Regions from separate parts of the Mus musculus genome. Here region 2 is linked to region 1. The links are chromatin contacts, called in public ChIA-PET maps. All regions are on one chromosome and are shown on one strand. The core of a region is the stretch at or near the end of the contact, and the rest is flanking DNA. Distances in the headings are between cores, read along the strand shown. Region 1 overlaps Ncor2 (nuclear receptor co-repressor 2). Region 2 overlaps Ncor2 (nuclear receptor co-repressor 2).

Evidence for each region. ChIA-PET counts read pairs in DNA pulled down with a chosen protein or histone mark.
Region 2: an RNA polymerase II ChIA-PET map of memory CD8 T cells shows a contact between it and region 1, with 28 read pairs. The contact joins two enhancer-like sites. A contact is called at or near these places in 3 of 115 datasets of contacts at active chromatin or transcription factors (embryonic stem cells, memory CD8 T cells and pancreatic cancer cells) and 2 of 9 other capture datasets (adipose tissue and liver).

The regions. Positions count from the first base shown.
Region 1 is chr5:125,015,173-125,018,094 of GRCm38.p6, reverse strand. It overlaps Ncor2 (nuclear receptor co-repressor 2), which reads left to right. Exons shown (of 47, transcript NM_011424.3): 47 at 1-942. Among named protein-coding and RNA genes, the nearest start is that of Rflna, 13 kb to the right of the region's middle. Within about 2 kb of position 1,419, at least 25 of the 459 cell types and tissues checked have an H3K27ac peak or open chromatin away from gene starts, as enhancers often do. A contact at or near this core is called in memory CD8 T cells, where this site is marked.
Region 2 is chr5:125,157,835-125,160,782 of GRCm38.p6, reverse strand. All of the region lies in intron 1 of Ncor2 (nuclear receptor co-repressor 2), which reads left to right. Among named protein-coding and RNA genes, the nearest start is that of Ncor2, 20 kb to the left of the region's middle. Within about 2 kb of position 1,257, at least 211 of the 459 cell types and tissues checked have an H3K27ac peak or open chromatin away from gene starts, as enhancers often do. A contact at or near this core is called in memory CD8 T cells, where this site is marked.

The DNA of each region.
Region 1 (2,922 bases), core at 170-2,669:
CTGACTCCCGAGACTGAGGAAGGAGCCCCTGAGTCTGCCTGCGCGTCCATCCGTCCGTCCGTCCACTCATCTGTCCATCCAGAGCTGGCATCCTGCCTGTCTAAAGCCTTAACTAAGACTCCCACCCCGGGCTGGCCCTGCGCAGTGACCTTACACTCAGGGGATGTTTACCTGGTGCTCGAGAGGGGAGTGGACAGGAGGGGAGGGACAGCGGGCCAGGAGGGGGGGGGACAGCAATCGTGTGTCAGTCGCACTCGTGCATCTGGGGCAGCGGGGACCCACCACAGGCTGACCAGGCACCTCCATGCCACCGCCTCGCCCCTTACCGCATTTGGAACCAAAGTCTAAGCTGAACTCTCGCGTGGTCCTGCCCCTCCCTCTGCCCCCAGCCCGCTTGCGCTCTGGACAGACAGACGTTCCCAGCTTATCCTGCCCTAATGCTGTCATCATCGCAGTCTCCAAAGGCCACCCAGCCCACAAGACTGGGAGCCCATCAGACCAGGTGGGTGCACAAGGGGCCAGGCCTGGCCTGGGGCACGGATGCTTGCAGGAACTGGACCGTTTCCCGGCCTGTTGCTGTGGCAACGGGAGGGAAGGCACGTGTAAATGGTGTTGGCTTACAGGGTATATTTTTGATACCTTCAATGAGTTAATTCAGACGTCTCACACAAGGAAGGACTCGCCCGTGTTTCTGCCGCTGTGCTTTGGTCTCTACCTACTGTTTCAGAGGCACGTGCCAGCCAAGGCGGTGGCCCCACCATACGCAGGACTTGGGGGTCAGGGGCTCCGGCACACGGCACTGTGCCCTTCCCCCCCACCCCCTTCCTTGGGCAAAATGGACTTGATGCGTATTCTGTGGCCGCTCTCTGTGCACGGCGGCATTCTGTCATTTACACATGTTGTTCCAATTAGAAAGCAAATATACTCAAGTGACAACGTTTCTACTCTGCTTCTCACTGGGCAGCAGGCAGCCACAGGAGTCAAGGGGAGTGTTCCTTAAAGTCAGCACTGAGCAGTGAACATTGACCCCTAAGTACAGTGCCACCAGAGGGCATCCTGCATGCACACGTATGAGGAAGCCACCAGGTACTTGTGTCGTCGATACCTTGCTGGATGTTCACACCGGTGGGGGACCCATTGGTCATTCACACCAGTGGTCATCGTACAGGGGTGTTCACACTTGTTGGGGAAGCCAGCCAGTACCTGTATTATACGGTGACTATGTGGAGGTGTTCATACCCGTGGAAAAGGGTCCTGGGCATTCACCCTTGTCACAGGAGAGTAGTCATTGCATTCTTCACGGTGACAGTGTGTGGTACTTACGGGGTGAAGATTACTGTCTCGTAGTAGGCATTGGGGTCCCTGCCTGTGGCTTAGCCTCTCCTGTTCTTTCTTGTGGGTGTAAATTTCCGCCAGTCACACCCACAGTGTGCCCTTCCCCCCCACAGTGAGGGTGTCCTGGGGACTCTTGCTTCTTGCTCTGCACTGTTTTGATCCTGCCTGTTGTGTCAGCGGTAAGTATTCTTGAACCTGACCGAAATGGCCACACCTACCTCTTTGGGTTTGATCTAAGAAACTCCAACAGAGCCCTGCTGCCACCTTGGTGCCTGTTGTAATCAGGGTTCTCTAGAGCAGTGGCTCTCAACCTTTCTGTTCCTGTGACCCTTGAATACAGTTCCTCGCGTTGTGGTGACCCCCTGACCATAGATTTCATTGCTACTTCATAACTGGTTTTGCTACTGTTGTGAATCATAGCATAAATATCTGATATGCAGGATAGTTGATATATGTCACCCCTATGAAAGGGCTGCCTCTAAGGGGTTGCAACCCACAGGTTGAGAACCATTGCTCAGGAATTTGTGTGTTACACATACATACGTGTGTATATGTGTATATATACGTATGTGTATATATGTGTATTTGTATATATACAAACATATACATACGTGTATGTATGTGTATATACATATGTGTATAGCAGAATTTATTAAGAATAAGCTTTTTAAAATATTTGTTTTATTTATATTTCACATGTGTTATAATGTTTGGTCTTTGTGTATATCTGCACCACAGTGCTTGCCTGGTATCTGCAGAGCTCAGACTAGAGACAGGTGCTCGTGAGCCACCAATGTGGGTGCCAGGAACTGAACCCTGGGTCTTCTGGAAGGGCACCCCCGAACACATCTCTCCAGCTCCTTGAGTGAGCTTTAAAATAGTAACACAGCCAAGCCCCACCCACGATGCTGAGAACAGTTTGTGTGGTCCTTGGACCTGAGTGCCTCAGAGTTGTCCCAGAACAGCTTGCCTCTCACTGCAAGGCGATGACCCTTAAGTCACTGAGTAAGAGTGCCAATCTGGCACCTGGAAGCTCAGAAGGTTTCTAGAGAGCCGCTGGTCCCCAGGCCGCCAGGAAAGCTTAGCCTGGCTGTACCGTCAGCCATGGGGTTAGCAGTGCTATCAATGAGGCAGAGCCGCTCTGAGTGAAGGGCGAGGTGATCGCCTTCCTGGCAGTTCCTTTTGTACCTGGCTGCTGCCTGAAGGTGCTGCCCACAATCCAGGTGTGCCTTCCCACATCAAAACCGTTGGGACAGCTCTTCAGGTGAGGCTCCCTTACCTCATTTGTGACAGGGTGACATTTAAACCAACTCTCGAAGCAGGGCTGAGAGGGCTTCCAGTCTTTGCACTGAGTCAGTTGATCTGCTCCATCCTGGGGCCTGGGGCCCCTCTACATCCATCCATACCCATCTGTACATGTTGTGACACCCCAGCCTGCTGTCCCCAGTCTGCCACCTGGCTCCAGAGCTGGTTTGACAGTTGGTCCACAAAGGCCTGGGCTGAACTCACTTGGCCTTACCCCGCTGCCAGGTGGCTGGTTTAGTGCCCTCAGAGGCCAGCCATTCAAAGAGAGGGGTGTGGGAAGCA
Region 2 (2,948 bases), core at 8-2,507, 140 kb before region 1:
TCCTGGTCACTCCTGGAGTGCAGAGTGCTGGGCCTCTCTTTCCCCTTAGCCCATGTGACCTTGGCTTCCAAACACATGCTGAGCCTCTAGGAATAGTGTCTCCCCCACCTTGGCCTCCTTGAGCCTCAGTTTCTCTGATTGTATGATCAGCCCAAGAGAGAGTCTGGGATCAACATCTCAGAACACAGAGCGGCAAAGCTGTGGTGTGGTGTGGCGTGGAGGGTGGAGGGGTGCTGAGATGTTACCTCATTTGGTAGTGTGGACGCATGGAGGTGACTCAGGGTAACCCCAGCTTGCAGCGAGAACAGGGCAGAGCATGCCGAGCCAGTCTCTTAGGGCTGATCCTTACTGCAGGGGTATGAGGGAATTTTCCTCCTGGATCTGCATTGGGCACCGTGAGGTAGACAACCGTGGCAGGCAGTGTCAGCTCACACAGGGGACTTTGTGAATGGGGAGTAGGAAGGGTCTGCCTCCCACACGACCCCTTCCATGCCAGCTGCCTCTTCTATCTCTGGTTTCGAGACTCTTGACTGTCCCCTGAGCCCCGGGTGACAGATCTCTTTAATCCGCCTCTTGACCCAGGCAATTAATTGCATTCTGGAGATCGATCGTGGCCCTGATCTCCGCCGCAGCCCCTGGCCCAGCACATTCAGCCTCTAGTAGCCTGTTCCTCTTCCATGGGCTGAGACTGGGACCCTCTGCAGGAAGCCTGACTTTGCCTAGGCACTGGATTGAGCCTCCTGGAGCAAGCTTGGTGGGGATTGTTGGCTGTTTTCCGACCCAGGCCTGTGAGCAGCCATGCTATGTCCTCTCTGCAGATGAGCCCCAAGGGCAGCACCCCCCATCTGCTCTCCTGGTCTCTGCCCCACCTTGTTCCCCAGGCCAGGAGTACACAGAGACAGCTGGGAAGGTTAAGTCCTCTCTGTGGGGCCTTGACCCTTTTTCCTGTGTCGTCCCCCCCACCCTGCGTGGAACGTGGTAAAATGTGCTGGCGATGTAGTAGCTTAGTGGTAGGGTGCTTGCTCTGACATGCCTGGGGGCCTAGGTTCTTCTACCCTACCCCTAGCTGCTCAGAAAAACAAAACTAGTTACAATAGTAGTAATAATACCAGAGCGGCACTTGTTGGGAGTGAAGGTTTGCATGGGGCTGGGCCCATGTGCGTGATGGCTGACGGACAGGTGGATAGCAGATGGTGTCTCGGGTTGCCTGGGCCTCTGTGGGCTCCCGGCCCGGTTTGTCCTGGCCTGGCCCTGTGTTTGGCTGTGAGCCAGACTTCCTCTGACCACAGAGAGGCCCTTTCCCTGGGAAGGCGGTCGGTCGATGCGGCTTCATCCTGGCCTCGGCCTCTAATTGCTCCCTCTGGTTCTGCCTTGTGTAGATGGTCCCTCCCCTCCCCTCCTCCCCACCCCATCCCCATCCTGCCCTGGGTGAGAAGCTAGATGGCTTGTCTGAGCAGCCACGTGTATGGGTGGAGGGCCAGGTTCCCAAGTCCCGAGTGAGGATGGAGTACCGCTCCCCATCCCCCATTTCTCCCTGTCCCTGTGGTTCTGGGGCTGTGGGGGGGTTTATCCATTTGTGGAGTCGGGAAGACTGTCACTTTCCTCATAGGGTTGAGGAGACATTACAGTGGCTGGTACAAAGCCCACATGGTGGCTCTGGGTATTGTTCCCATGATGTCAGCTCCTTCCCCCTGCTCGCGCCCCCCCCCCCCCATCACTGTACCCAGACTGAAGGGGCCTGATGTCTTGGGGAGCAGGCAGGTGTACTTGGGGGGCAGCTCTGCTTTCAGTTTCCCTCCTGACCTTGTGATTCTCTTGGTACAGCCCGTGTCCCCTCACTCTTGTCACTAAGGCCCTGTCATGTGGTGTCCCCTCCACCCCATCCCACCCCTGTGCTACCAGCCCTCTTGGCCTTGGTTTCACAGCCCCTGCCCTGCTCCTGGGAGGGCTGCAGGGGTGAGGTGGCCGCCATCCGCCTCCTGCCGTGGCCGTGGCAGCCGAGCTGCTGGAGCTGAGACCTTGGTGGCCTCCCTGTGATTGCTTCTCTGCAGCTTCAAGGAGAGCCGCTGAGGGCGGGCGTCTAGGCTGTCACTTGAGAAGGAAAATAAAATGTCCCCGCGGCTTCTAAATGGAAGGGCGGTGGAGCGGCCTCCTTTGCTTGGCTGTCTCAGCTGTTGGCTCCCACAGTGACACAGGCCCCTGGGGGACAGGGTAGGCTTCCTGTTTACCTGGTGTGGAAAGATGTACCCGGCCGGGCTATCCTGGGAGGGTGGGGGAATCCCCCAGGTCCCACAGAGCTTTGGGGATCTGGCCACTCCAGCTTTGGGTAGCTGGGCTGTCTTGGTCCAAGTCCTCAGACAGCCGTTTATATAGGATTGTCATGGGGCTGGGACGGGGTGTGGTGTGGTGTGTGTGTGTATCACGTGCACGTTGAGGGCTGGACTAGATCTGTGTCTAGTTAAGGGCTTCTGTAGAATATTGTCTCTCTTGATGTTCCTGCAGTTGGGTTTCGTGGCTATCTAGAGCTGCGGGGAGTTCATGTAGGGGAAGATAGCTCCTGGTGAGCAGTGTTACTTCTCTAGGTATCTGTCGGGGGCTGTGTGGAAGTGGAGGGTCCTAAGTAGGAACTGAATGCCGGGTGCCTTGCTCCAGACACGGGGGCAATGGTGGCCTGGCTTGGAGTGTGGGCTGCAGGGCAGGGTCTGGGTCTTGCTTGTGATTGGGTTCCAAGGTCTCTGCCCATCCACACTTCTTTTATCTGGGGACCAAGGGTCATCTGTTCTATGGAGGGAAATGACTGCTGGCCAGGAGGAGGTTGGCAGGTAATGGGCATTTGTGCCGTGTGCCCCCTGGGGTCGTCACCAATAGATAGTTTCTGTCATCTGTCATGGGCACAGAAACTGGGAGGCACAGGCCTGCGATGGCTGGGCCCTTGAGGAGCACAGAGC